2 separate regions of the Rattus norvegicus genome follow, and region 1 is linked to region 2. The links are chromatin contacts, called in public Hi-C maps. All regions are on one chromosome and are shown on one strand. Each heading gives the region's core, a stretch centred on a gene start, on an enhancer-like site or on the middle of the called end of the contact. The rest is flanking DNA. Distances are from core to core; before and after follow the strand shown. Region 1 has its middle 110 kb from the start of Dclk1. Region 2 holds the start of Rfxap (regulatory factor X-associated protein).

Region 1 (6,032 bases), core at 1,008-3,507, 510 kb after region 2:
CTGTGAATGCCTGTTTCCATGGTGACAAGAGGCACTGCAGAGACAGGATTATGGTGCTTCTGGGACCAGGGTGCTGCCACTGGAGACCTCCTGGTGTAGGGTGTGTGTGTGTGTGTGTGTGTGTGTGTGTGTGTGTGTGTGTGTTGCAGCTGTAAAAACCAAAGCGGGCAGGGACTGGGGGAGGTAGGAGAGGAAGGCAAAGCTTAAATGTTAGAGAAGTCTGGGGAGGGAGGAATGAGGAGAGGAAGAGCTGGATCATGAGAATTCTAGAAAATGGAAGAACAGAACTGTGAATAGAAATGAGAAAAGACAAACACAACAAAAACCCCTCCTCTCTGCCAAACATTGCCCCCGGGGCTTGAAAGGTTTATGGTGGCAGAACACAGATGACAAAGAAAGCAGACTTAGAAAGCAGAGGTGGTTGGAGTTGCTAATTTTCTGGAATTCTGGGGTTAATAGTGTGCCGTCTCCTCCCCTCAGCACTGTGGCTGGAGAAGAGACAAACTGACTCCCATCTGCCTCAGGATGCTTAGGTCTTAGCTGTTAATCATCTCCTGGGCTCTGTTCAGCTCTATCCCAGGATGAAGACCACCCAGAGCTGTCTCACAGCCACGTCATCTGGTCTGAAGGGATGACTAAGCGACGGCCCAGTTTCGGCTGCCAACATCTTTCAGAGGCCGTGAGAGGACGCTGACCCATTGCAGTCACCGCTGTCCTTTGTCACACTCCTTGATGGCTCAAGATGTTTCTGAGCTAAAAGTCAGGCACCACTCTGAGGGCCGTGGACAAAAGGAAACTCCCAAGTTTGCTCTGGAGTCACAAATGGTGGTGGCTCCCTGGTTCCAGCCAGCACTAGTGACACCCGGCCACGCACACGCAGTTTTCACCCTGAGCAGCTTGTCCTAATAGTGGCGATTGGTGACTGGTATCTGCCCTTTTATAAACAAGGCCCAAGGATGTAGGACAGTGTTCCCTCCATAGAGGAGGGGAAGCAAACCAGATGGCTGGAGCCAGTGCTGTCTTTTACAGTCCCTCGTTTCTTCTTGAATGCAGAATCCTTCATCTGAACTCTGCTCATAAAGGACTACAAAATGCCCACTAGGTGCAGCCTGTGTTTGGCTGTCCTTGGTCCTTGCAGAACTCTAGTTTCTGGATATCTGACTCAGTCTTCTGACCTCCATGGGCACTGCAGATATGTGGTACATGTATATACATACATACAGGCAAGCAAGCATGTGCAGAAAACAAAAATAAAGAGATACTTTCTTGAGGCAGCGAGCTTATTCTGCATTGCACTCTAAGAGTGGGTGCGTGTCCAACCTTATTCAGAGCCACAGAACATACAATACTAAACCCAGTAGAAGCCACGGATCGTGTGACAACGTGTGGTAGTGATGTGTCTGTGTGGGTTCTTCACGGGTAACAAACAACAGCCCTGCTGGAGGTGATGGTGGAAGGCCGGGCTGTGTTTATGTGGCAAGGATGGAATTGCCACCCCTAGGAAAGCTTACCAATCACAAGATAATAATAAGATAACATAAAATTTCATCACAGGTTACAACCGAATGAATCATGAGGATATTGTGGGGGGAGACCAATACTGTATGATTTTGTTTATGAGATGCTTGGAGCATTCAAAGTCATAGAGAGAGAATGTAGCCTGCCTTTGCCAAGGTCAGAGGAGGAAAAGGATGAGGATGTAGTTGAAAGCTAATTTCAGTTTCAAAAGATGAAGAGATACAGTGGAGGTAGCCACATAAAAAAGTAAGTAATAAAAATATTCACCATGGTAACTTTTATGTGCTGGCTTTTACCATACTATAAAAATAAACGGTTTTTCCAACTGACCCCAGGCTAGGAGATTCCATTATGTCTCTGATGGCAGACTTTAGGTTGGGACATTCTTTGCTTGAGGTTAAAAGGCCAGTGTGCTGGGATCCAGCAGGCTCAGTGCCACTGCTGTGCAGAGAATCCTTGCTATTTACTGCAAGAAGGACGCAGCGGCCTGCATGTGGTCCCCTCTGCAGAGACAAAGATCACTTTGAGGACTTACCACAGGGTAACGCATTGAGAATGCTTGCTACACTCCAGCTTCCCAGACTTGAATGAGGTAAATGACCAGGGCTGGCCTGCAGCCACCAGGATTTGTTACCCATGAATCAACACCACTTGACGGGGGAGCCGACTCAGCATCTTTTTCAAAGAAAGAAGTATCCAGTTCATTCCCTTTGGGCTAAGATCGCTGTGAGTCACTACTTTGGCACCAGAGTCGGAAAGCAGAGAGAGGCAGGGCCTCGGATGAAGCAGGGCAGCACAGACCTGAGGACTGCACCTTACAGATGCTCTTTGCCTCTCAACCTTTCTGCCCGCTTGCTTTCTGCCTGTCCTGGTCCTGACCCCCTGAACGGGACGGGCTGGCTGACATCTCTGTATCAGGGCTCCATTATCTATCACTCTATGGTTGCTTGGGAAGCCATTTGGGACCACTTTACAGCCATTGGCCCACGACCTCTGCCATGGTCTGACATTTTGAGCCCCCTTTGCCAGGCTTCATTGAGAGATCGGGGACAGGTTGGCTAGTGAGTAAACTCGGGGGTGGGGGTGGGGTGCTCGCGTTCCTTGTCTTTAAAACAACACATATAGTCTCCACTTAAAAAGAGAGTTTTTCTGAGGACCAGAGAACCAGAGGAGGCAACGAATGGGTGGGGCTTCGCAGTCGGGGACAGGGCACACAGGGTGTTCTTACTCGGGTTAGATTTTAAGTTCTTAAGACTTAAGCTTATTTCATAACGCTTTAGAACACAGCCACGCGGTTCTGATGACCAGTGTCATTTCTGCAGTATTTCTTTATGAAATGGAGTTTATAAAAGGTGGGGTGTGTGTAGAATTCAGTGGAATTGCTGCAAGGCAAGCTAGCTTGACTTTTCTGGAGTTCTTCTGTCACCCTGTGGACAACTGTGGTATTGCATGTTGTTTCTTCCCAAGCATTTACATTTTCTATTTTGTTATTAAAATGGGAAAGCATTCTACTGTGTACCTTTCCCCCCTTGGTTATAATCTAATATTAAGGATTAATAGCGAAATCCAATGCATAATAAAATCATCACACATTGTTTTAGCTAGGGTTTCCATTGCTGTGAGCAGACACCATGACCAAAGTAACTCTTATAAAGACAACATTTAACTGGGGCTGGCTTACAGGTTCAGAGGTTCCGTCCATTATCATCAAGGTGGGAAACATGGCAGCATCCAGGCAGGCATGGTGTTGGAGAAGGAGCTGAGAGAGTTCTACTACTTTTTTCTGAAGGCAACCAGGAGAGATTGGCTTCCAGGAATCTAGGAGGAGGATTTTAAAGTCTACCTCCCACAGGGGCACAGTTCCTCCAAGAGTACACCTCCTAATAGTGCCACTCACTCCCTGGGACAAACATCTTCAAACCACCACACACACAGGCTGACTTATTATATGGGAAAGGACAGTGTAAGTTGCACCCCCACCCCCAAAAGAAATCAGTTCTTCAGAGTGTGGTTTTAACACACATTACTAATGGAAGTTCACAGATATGTTTGGAATTGATGCCAATTTATAATAGAGCAGTGGTAATGAGCCATTAAGACCTCCTTTGGGGGACAAATGGCCGTCCTGGTTCCTGTAATATACGCATCTGAACATGGCTTGTGCTTGAGGTGTCAGTGTACACTGCCTGCCAGAGAGCAGGACCATTCTCTCACGAAGCACTGTGACAGGACGGCCTCTTCCCACCTTGAATTCACCCACAGGACAGAATTCAATGTCTTTCTACCACCGGTACACCTTTGGGGTGCTATCTAGAATGGCATCTCTTGAGAATGCAAGTGTCCCTGGGCTTATTTATCACAACCTTAGTCTCTGCTGACTCAGATGACATTGCTGAACTGGAATATGCTAGACCCAGTCATCCCTGGTCCTCAGTCTCCTTGAACAATCCTAGTAAGGGTACCCAGTGGGTCAGACCAGTCAAAGCAAATGTTGGCAGAACTGATCAGATGAGGCTCAGGATGAAAGGTGGTTGGGTCTCCCTTATTTGGGGCAATCGCCAGGTGGTTGGCCCGCCTGTCCCTCTTACCACTCCCAGGAAAGAGGCTCAGATAAGAAGACTTTGAGTTGATCGTGGTGTCAACTGCATCTGGATCTGCATGTGCACTCTCTGAGGAGCGTCACCTATAGCGTTTGTGACGTTCACAGCTCTCTGCTTGGTTTCTTAGGGCCTACTGAGGAATGGCTGACACAACTTGAATGCACACATACCCCAAATACAGCATGTTATTTTGACCATTTTGCAATATCTGGTGAGGTTGTTGAATGTTTCCAATTTATTTCCCTCAATAATAAAATCCAGAGTCCATGAGGCTTAAACCTCCAGGTTGCTTCTGCGGCTTTGCCTCTTAGCACACAGGGTTTCTACTGATGAGCATCTCAGCCCTGCCCACCTGAGGTACCTGAAGGTGTTACAGGTGAAGTGTCCAGTCATGCCTAGCTTCCAACCTCAAAGTAGTTGAAGGAATGGGAGGGTCACTCACAGAGCACTGCTGCTGCAGGAGATGCCAACTTGTTAAAACAGTGATCTCTTGGAATCAGTTTGGGGCGTGCTTAGGAGAGCCACAGGACAGGAGTGGGTGGAGATGCTGTGGAGTGGAAAGAGGCGAACCTCGGAGTCAGTGGTCACCACTCCACAGTGGAGGATTTTAAGTCTGCAGTTGGAAAAGGAGATGCCCCGGGCACACAGGAGTGCATGCTGGGAAGGGCTGCATCAGACAGAAGTCAGCTTTTCTACGAAGCTTCCAGTCAGCACTAGTGGGCAGCAGGGGTGTTTGTCACATGGTTCTTATCTTTGTGCCAAGTGGCCCTGAGGACCAGGATGAAATCTCCCCAGGGTCGCTTCGGCAGCCTTTGGGTCCCACGCGTTGCCTTCATTCTGGCTCCTTGATCTGCTTAATCCTTCTCTGCTTCCAGGAGCTGCCCTGAGCATCACATGGACCAGTTTTCCTCAAGAAACTTCTTTTTCATCCTCCTTTCTCAGTTCCATTGAACCCAGCCATTCTTTTGTGCCCTGGTGGGAATTATAGGAAGGGTGTTGGGTTAACAGGCAGGCAGTCGGTTAGACAGCTCTGCTTGGTGGTCTGACCTATGACCTGTGACTCACCTCTTCCAGGCTGAATGTGGTGTGATCATGGGAATCCACTCTCACTTAATACATGTGCTGTCTGACTGCATGCGGCTTGTCTTTCTTACTCGGAAGCCATTTTCCTTCAATGCTGCTCCCCCGCCCTTAGCTGGTCCCAGGCTGCCCGAGTTCCTCCTCTCCTACTGTCCAATGTGGACCGACTCTGGACTAACATCAAGGACCCTGAACTGGGGCTATGCCTTCTGCTTCCCCACACCAACTTTCCCTCCGCTCAAATTTCAGAAAAGTTGGGGACCTACATAAAAATCCCAGCAGTGTGTTAGAGTAATATGAGATAGTAAAAATAAAGTAAAATTTAGATCTTAAAAATATGTGTGAAATTAACTTTTATTCTTTTGGGCAAAATGTTAGAAATCTGTTTGGTTAAGGAAATCTTATTCACAAAAATAGTGTCAAAGCAAGAGAATGGCCTCCAACGTGGGAGAATAATATATCCTTTTAATCTTCTAGTATACACCAGAATGACTGCTGTCTGGGGCAGATCTAGGATTGTCCTGGGAAAGTGGGACATCTAGGCAGCAACTCTGTAGGCAAAGGCCTTCTCTGTGGCTCCCCATAGCAGATTCTGATGAAAAGAGACAGTCCATGGTTTTAAGGTGTTTATTGTCATGGCAGAGAGTGGAAGAGTAAAACTGTACTCCACTTCTCAGGGTGAAACTGGGATGAAATACCTTTTGCAGGGAGGAGTGTCTGGGAAGGGAAATTCATTGGCTAAGCTTCCAGGCCTTTAGGTACCTCTTTATAATGGAGATCTGTCTTGAACCTACATGACCTGTGGTCATTGTCCTCTACCTGTGGAAGGGCTTA
Region 2 (5,943 bases), core at 2,047-4,546:
TGCTCCAAAACTTGTTGATTGAGTAGCTGCTGCTGTTTCTGTAAAAACTGGACAACTTCTGGACTTCTTAGTAATGACTTCAAGAGAAAAGATCGAAAAGGATTATTGATAGAATTATCCATTTTTGTTTGAGAACAGGTCTCACACCACAGTCAGGCTGGCTTTGAACTCAACACAGTGCTCCTGGCCTGATTCTTTCAAGTGTTGGGATGTTTCTATAAGAAAGCATCAACCATGCTGACAGTCGGTTATACCTGATGTGCATATTTTTCCTATGTCATGTAGCAGTTTAAAATTAGTACTGCCTTTGTCTACATTTTTATATTGTCAAGTTTAAAATCTTTTCTTTGTGATTCTTTAGTATTATAAAACCTCACTGTAGAAGTTTGAGATAAAAATCTAAATTCATTTTCTTAAAAAATGTCTAAAAAAAAAGTCTAATATTCTACCAAAAACTTATGTCGAAAGTATATCATGAGTTAAAGTCTCTCCTTCAAATTACTTTCGAAATATTCCAATATCTTATCAAACAACCGCCCCTTTCCTGATTGACTTCTGGTAATTTCCATCAGTTGTATATCAGAGACTCTTATTAAATATTAGTAATTCTATCTCAGTGCCTTTACAGTACTACTCTATATACTTAGAGTCTGTTTTAAAATCTCATCTTTCTCAATCAAAGGTTAGTCAGTGAGGAAAACAGGGCTAAAGGTGTTCCTTCCACTGCAGTCCTGGAAGGGGAGGGGAGGTCACCGTGTCCAGTGACAAGGCACTGTGCAGTTCTGATGGCCAGTCAACTACTTCTAACGTCTTAAAAGGAAAAACAGTCCCATTGAAAACAAGCCGTTTTCACTAAAGGGATCTGCACTTACCAGTCTTTTCTGATTTAACACTTGCTCTAATAGAGTAGGTCTTGCAGGGCGATCCCCAAAAGATCCCGTTCTCTGTTTGACAATGGAGAGTATGTTTTCTGTGCTTTCCTGGGATCAATGACAGAACGGTTAGTACAGTATTGTAATCCACAACTGCAGGTATTTCAGTGAAATGAGCATCTCTCTTATCTTTGTCCTTTTTGTTCAGTGTCTGTGGAACTTTAGAAAAGCCTCTGGGTAAGTCACAGGTGCTGGCAGTTAATTCTCAGTAAACTCCTCCTCCCTGCAGGCTTTTAAAGTCTCAAATTGAAGCTACTGGGCAGAGGGGAAGTTAGTTCCCCGAGGGCTGTTCCCTGAAGAATGACAAGTGACACCGAAATCTCCTCAGACAGAACAATCTTTGTCCACACTTCTGCTCACTTTGGGACAAAATAAATTACTCAGAGGCAATCTACTGCTAATGAGGTACTGGATTCATACCCACAAGAAGAGAGTGGCAGTAAAATATTGCTTACAGAAGCAAACAGCTTTCAGAGTAAGCTGGATGGAAGGGGCCAGGGATCACAGCTATGAGGTCACCGCTACAGAGCACATAGCAAGTTCTGCAATAGCAACCTTTCCCTGAGACTGAATCCCATTACAATGTTGCTCAAGTTAGGGGAAACGTTGTGCCCCTAATAAAACCACGCTCTGACAAAGAAAACTAGGAGAGACTGGCTAAGGGCTGAACCTAGGACCTTGCCATGCAAAGAAAAAGAATGGGCTGTACTTAAAATGCTTTATCATGAGGCCATGCCTATATGAAATTATTAATATTATTATTTTATTATATTGGTCTTGTCCCTTTTATCTACTGGTTTTTGAGTTTATTAAAATAGCCTCTTCCCCCCTTTATCGTGAGATGCTTAGCAAACTTTTGTTATAAAAACGTTTCCATACATTCATGTTTTAGGTCTCAAAATATTAAAAACTCTAAAAGAGAATTCAAATATCACAAAAGCAAAGACAATTTCTTCTTCTAACTCTCCCCAGTTATCCTTATTTATAGCACTGTTTCCTTTACGTACACAATACACGGAATGCTAGAGTTGACTTGACTGTAGAGAACCCTGTGTCTTCACAACTCCAGGCCTTGCACTGTGTAGGTAGGATGTTAGCACCACAAAACTCAAAGACACTTACCGTAGCAATAGTTATCCAGTCTGAACTTCAAAAGGAACTTCTGTGGTAAGGAGGCTGCCTACTTTTTACGGATCTGGTTTTGTTTTTTAAACAGCTCTAATATTTAGGCCGACTTTGCTGGGTTTGAGCTGAAATGCACACCAATTATAATTTCCATCTAGCCAAAATAAATCCGAAGAAACACTAACTGGGCCTTATTTTAAGGCCAAAAGATGAGGGAGGCGATTTAAGCGAGATGAAAACGGACCTAAGTCCACACAGCCAGCAGCAGAATCCCAACTGCAAAGCACACTGGCTTCTATCTTCCCATGCTTGACTTGGATCAAGTAACGCCAAAGTGCTCTGTGAGTTACTACCCCACTGCCAATCCAACTTTTCTTCGGAGCCACGGGGTTTAAGAAAAACAAACAAACAATCCCCCCAAAACAACAAAAAACAAAGGTCAAAAAGTTACAGAAAACTAAAAATAGGGTATGTAGGAAGCCACAGGGTGGAGAAGGGGAAGGGTTTACTGACAAGAGGTGCAGATCACCTCCAAAGTGCCAGTGTCGGGTGGGGCTCTCACTGTCTGCTCAATGGCAATGAGAGGATGAGCCCAGCCCCTTGCGGGGGGACCCTGAGTGTGTACAGTGGAGTGGCACCCACCTCCCCTGGCCCCGGGGCCCGAGGAGCATACCTCCAGTTTGACATTGCCTGTGCTGGCCGCGGCGGGGCCACCAGAGCCCTGTGCCTGGTCGCTCTTCTTCTTCTTGTACTTGTCCTTGTACATCTTGTTGCGGTGCTTCTTACACATCCAGGGCTTACGCTGCTTGGCCACCTGGCTGGTGGTCTCGCGGCAGCCCTCGTAGGTGCAGGTCTTCGAGCCTCGTCTGCGCGCCGCGCCGCCACCCTCGGCATCCTCGTCCTCCAGCTCCTCGGGGCTGGCCGCACTCTCGCCGCCGCCCGCCGGGTCCGATGTGTCCAGGAGGTCGGCGTCGTCCTCCCCCGCCTCATCCTCGGCGTCCGCCGCCGCCTCGCTCCCCGCTAGACCTGGCCTCAGAGCGCTGTCCGCCGCGGCCTCGTCCTGTCGCATCACCAGCACCGTCACGGGAGGGGCCGTCCGGGGACTGGTGGTGCCCGGCCTGGAGCCCTCGGACACAGCTTGCGCCTCCGTGATGCCGCCAGAGCCAGGGTCCGCCACCGCGGCCCGTCAGCACTTGAAAAACACAACGGGACTTCACAAGCGATCCGCCGTACGTCCGGGGACCCGAGCAGCCCGCACTGCACTGCGCGTGCGCAACAGCGGTCTGAGCGCCTGCGCTTCAGAGCTGGGGGGCGGTGCTGAGCAGGTGCAGGACAGAACCGAATGCGCCTGCGCCGCGGCTTTCCGCAAACGATTGCTGAACGCTGGCAGACCAAGGACCCCGCTAGCTTCCAGGCTGGGAGGAACAACAGACAGCAGCAACGATTGCGCCTGCGCAGCTGTCTTCTCGCCGGCGAGCGATTTCGGAGAGCTGGAGACTCAGGAAGCTTGTCAAAGAGACCTGGGCACCGCCAGAAGGCACTTTCTGCCTAAACCCACCCTCCCTAAAGGGTTCAAAGCACGTCTCTTCTGCAATGTCTCTGGGTCAATTAGGAAGGTTTCTGAGAGGAGTTTGAAACAACTTAAGGAGGAAATGGTTTATTTGACTCATGCATCCCAGTCAAGCCGGGTGAGAACATGCTTTCAGCTAGCTTTCTTACCCAGGCATGCCTTTTCTGACATTCCCAACAATGGGATCGTTGGCTTACATGACAGTTCTGTTTTTATTTCCCGCATAAGCTTCCCACTGACTTCCATAGTGGGTGCATAGGTTGGCGTTCACACTAGCAATGTACAAGAGGTCCCTTTCCTCCGTATCCCCACCAGGGCTTGATATCTTACGGTAATAACTGTTTCATCTGGGATGGAATAACACTGTAGTTTGGATTTGCACATTAGGATTAGTGATGTACATTCCATACACCTGTTGGCCTTTGTATGCTTTTCTTTGTGAACTAACTATATCGCCCATTTCAATAGGGTTCTTAGGTATTTATTATTTTTTTTACTTATTTTTATTGTATTTGTTTGAATTCTTTAAATAATTCTGATGCTAACTACTCATCAAATGTAGTTTGCAAATATTTTCTCCCGTTCTAGAGATTGCCTATTCTCAGGTCTTTTACTGAGCCACAGCTTTTTAGTTTGATACCCATCAATTTGTGTTTTTTTTCGCCCCACTTCCTATGTTTTAGAGGTGTCTTATACAAATAGATCTTTGCCCATTCATCTGCCCTATTTTTATTTCTAGTGGTTCACAGTTTTAGGCCTTATATTTCAGTCTTCAATTCATTCTGTGTTGATTTTTATAAATAGGGGTTTAATTTAAGTCTTCTTTTTAAAATCTATAAAGCTGAAATGAACTTTATTCAAGAATGAACCAGTGTACAAAAATATGCTCATATTATAAAAACATATTGAATTGAGTATTTTTTATTCTTTTAAACTCAGTCTTAGTTGTCAGTTTTGTTTGAAGCTTTATTATTATTATTATTATTATTATTATTATTATTATTATTATTAATGTATGAGTACACTGTCACTGTCTTCAGAAACACCAGAAGAGGGCATCAGAGCCCATTACAGATGGTGGTGAGCCACCATGTTGTTGCTGGGTGTTGAACTCAGGACCTCTGGAAGAGCAACCAGTACTCTTAACCACTGAGCCATCTTTCTAGTCCCAAGCTGTTGTTTTTTTAAAGTTTCATTTGCAAAGCCATAAATTTTACTTAGTGTAAGTATACATTGTAAAGAATCAGTCCATTTATAAAGGTATACAACCAATCTTATAAGACATTTTGGTTCCTTGGTTTTCCGTAGTGGAGATCCAGTCCTGGCTTTGTGAGTGCTTGGCAGGTTCTACCACTGAAGCTAGACTACTAGCCTTAAAGCATATACCATTCACTATAGCGTCCTTGTCTCTTCTAAAGCAGTCCCTGCTCCAACTCCCAGCCCCAGGAAACCATTACCCTACTCCCAGTCTCTGGAAAGTTGCCTTTTGTGGATCTTTTTATCGATGTAGCAGACAACACCCAGGAATCTGAGCTCGGTTTCTCAGGAGAGATGAAGTTGGCATACATTGTCTCTAGGCTTTTCCCTAAAGTCTGAATGAATATAGGTAGACTATCTCAAACTCACAATGGTTTGCCTTAAGGTTTTTAAAATTTGTAATGATACAAAGGTAAAAAAAATTTCAAGAAAATACTATCCTTTGGGTCTTCGAAGCTTTATTTTTGAAGTTCCCTATGTCACGCACAGTTTACATTCTATAAATTTATTAATCTGTGCTTTGAACTTTGAATCTGTGCTATAAATTTATTAATCTGTGCTTTGAATCTGTGCTGGCCTTGAACTTTGCGATCCAGAAAAATACAACTTAAGAGAATGGTAAAAAATTTTGGTTAATCACGACAGTATTAACCAAGACCTTAACACTTGGCCAGGTGGGATGAGCTTGTGATCTTAGCGTGAGGATAGGGGTGAGGTGAGAAAGTTGTAAGTTCAAGGCCCCTCTGAGCCCTGTCTCAAAACAAACAATAAAAAATAATCCCCCAAAGAACAAAACATAATAATAGCACAAGTTACCTTTCCTCCTGAAGCCCCCACAATTCCTTGGTTCATACATACTTCCAGAATTTAAAAGCACATAAATGCTATCTTTGCAGTACAAGTTTTTGGGTAGATTTAGTTAGAGCTCTTCATACCACGAATAGCATAATTAAAGAGAAAATGTCACCAGAAACAGATACACAGTTTGAGAACAGGAATTTTATGTTTTCTGTAATACGAAATTGAAATAAATGCTCCTTGAAGTTGAGTAAGATGTCT

Evidence for each region. A called contact is a pair of places that touch in the nucleus more often than the background predicts.
Region 1: a Hi-C map of the A7r5 cell line shows a contact between it and region 2, with 8 times the contacts expected there. The contact joins the enhancer-like site here to the promoter of Rfxap in region 2. A contact is called at or near these places in 6 of 12 Hi-C or Micro-C datasets (the A7r5 cell line, Schwann cells, frontal cortex and 3 more).

Annotation. Positions count from the first base shown.
Region 1 is chr2:141,674,089-141,680,120 of GRCr8, forward strand. It overlaps a transcript of Dclk1 not described here. Among named protein-coding and RNA genes, the nearest start is that of Dclk1, 110 kb to the right of the region's middle. Within about 2 kb of position 2,258, at least 31 of the 93 cell types and tissues checked have an H3K27ac peak or open chromatin away from gene starts, as enhancers often do. A contact at or near this core is called in the A7r5 cell line and Schwann cells, where this site is marked.
Region 2 is chr2:141,159,101-141,165,043 of GRCr8, forward strand. It overlaps Rfxap (regulatory factor X-associated protein), which reads right to left and starts at 3,297. Exons shown (of 3, transcript NM_001044263.1): 1 at 2,731-3,297; 2 at 873-980; 3 at 1-77. The coding sequence starts at 3,126.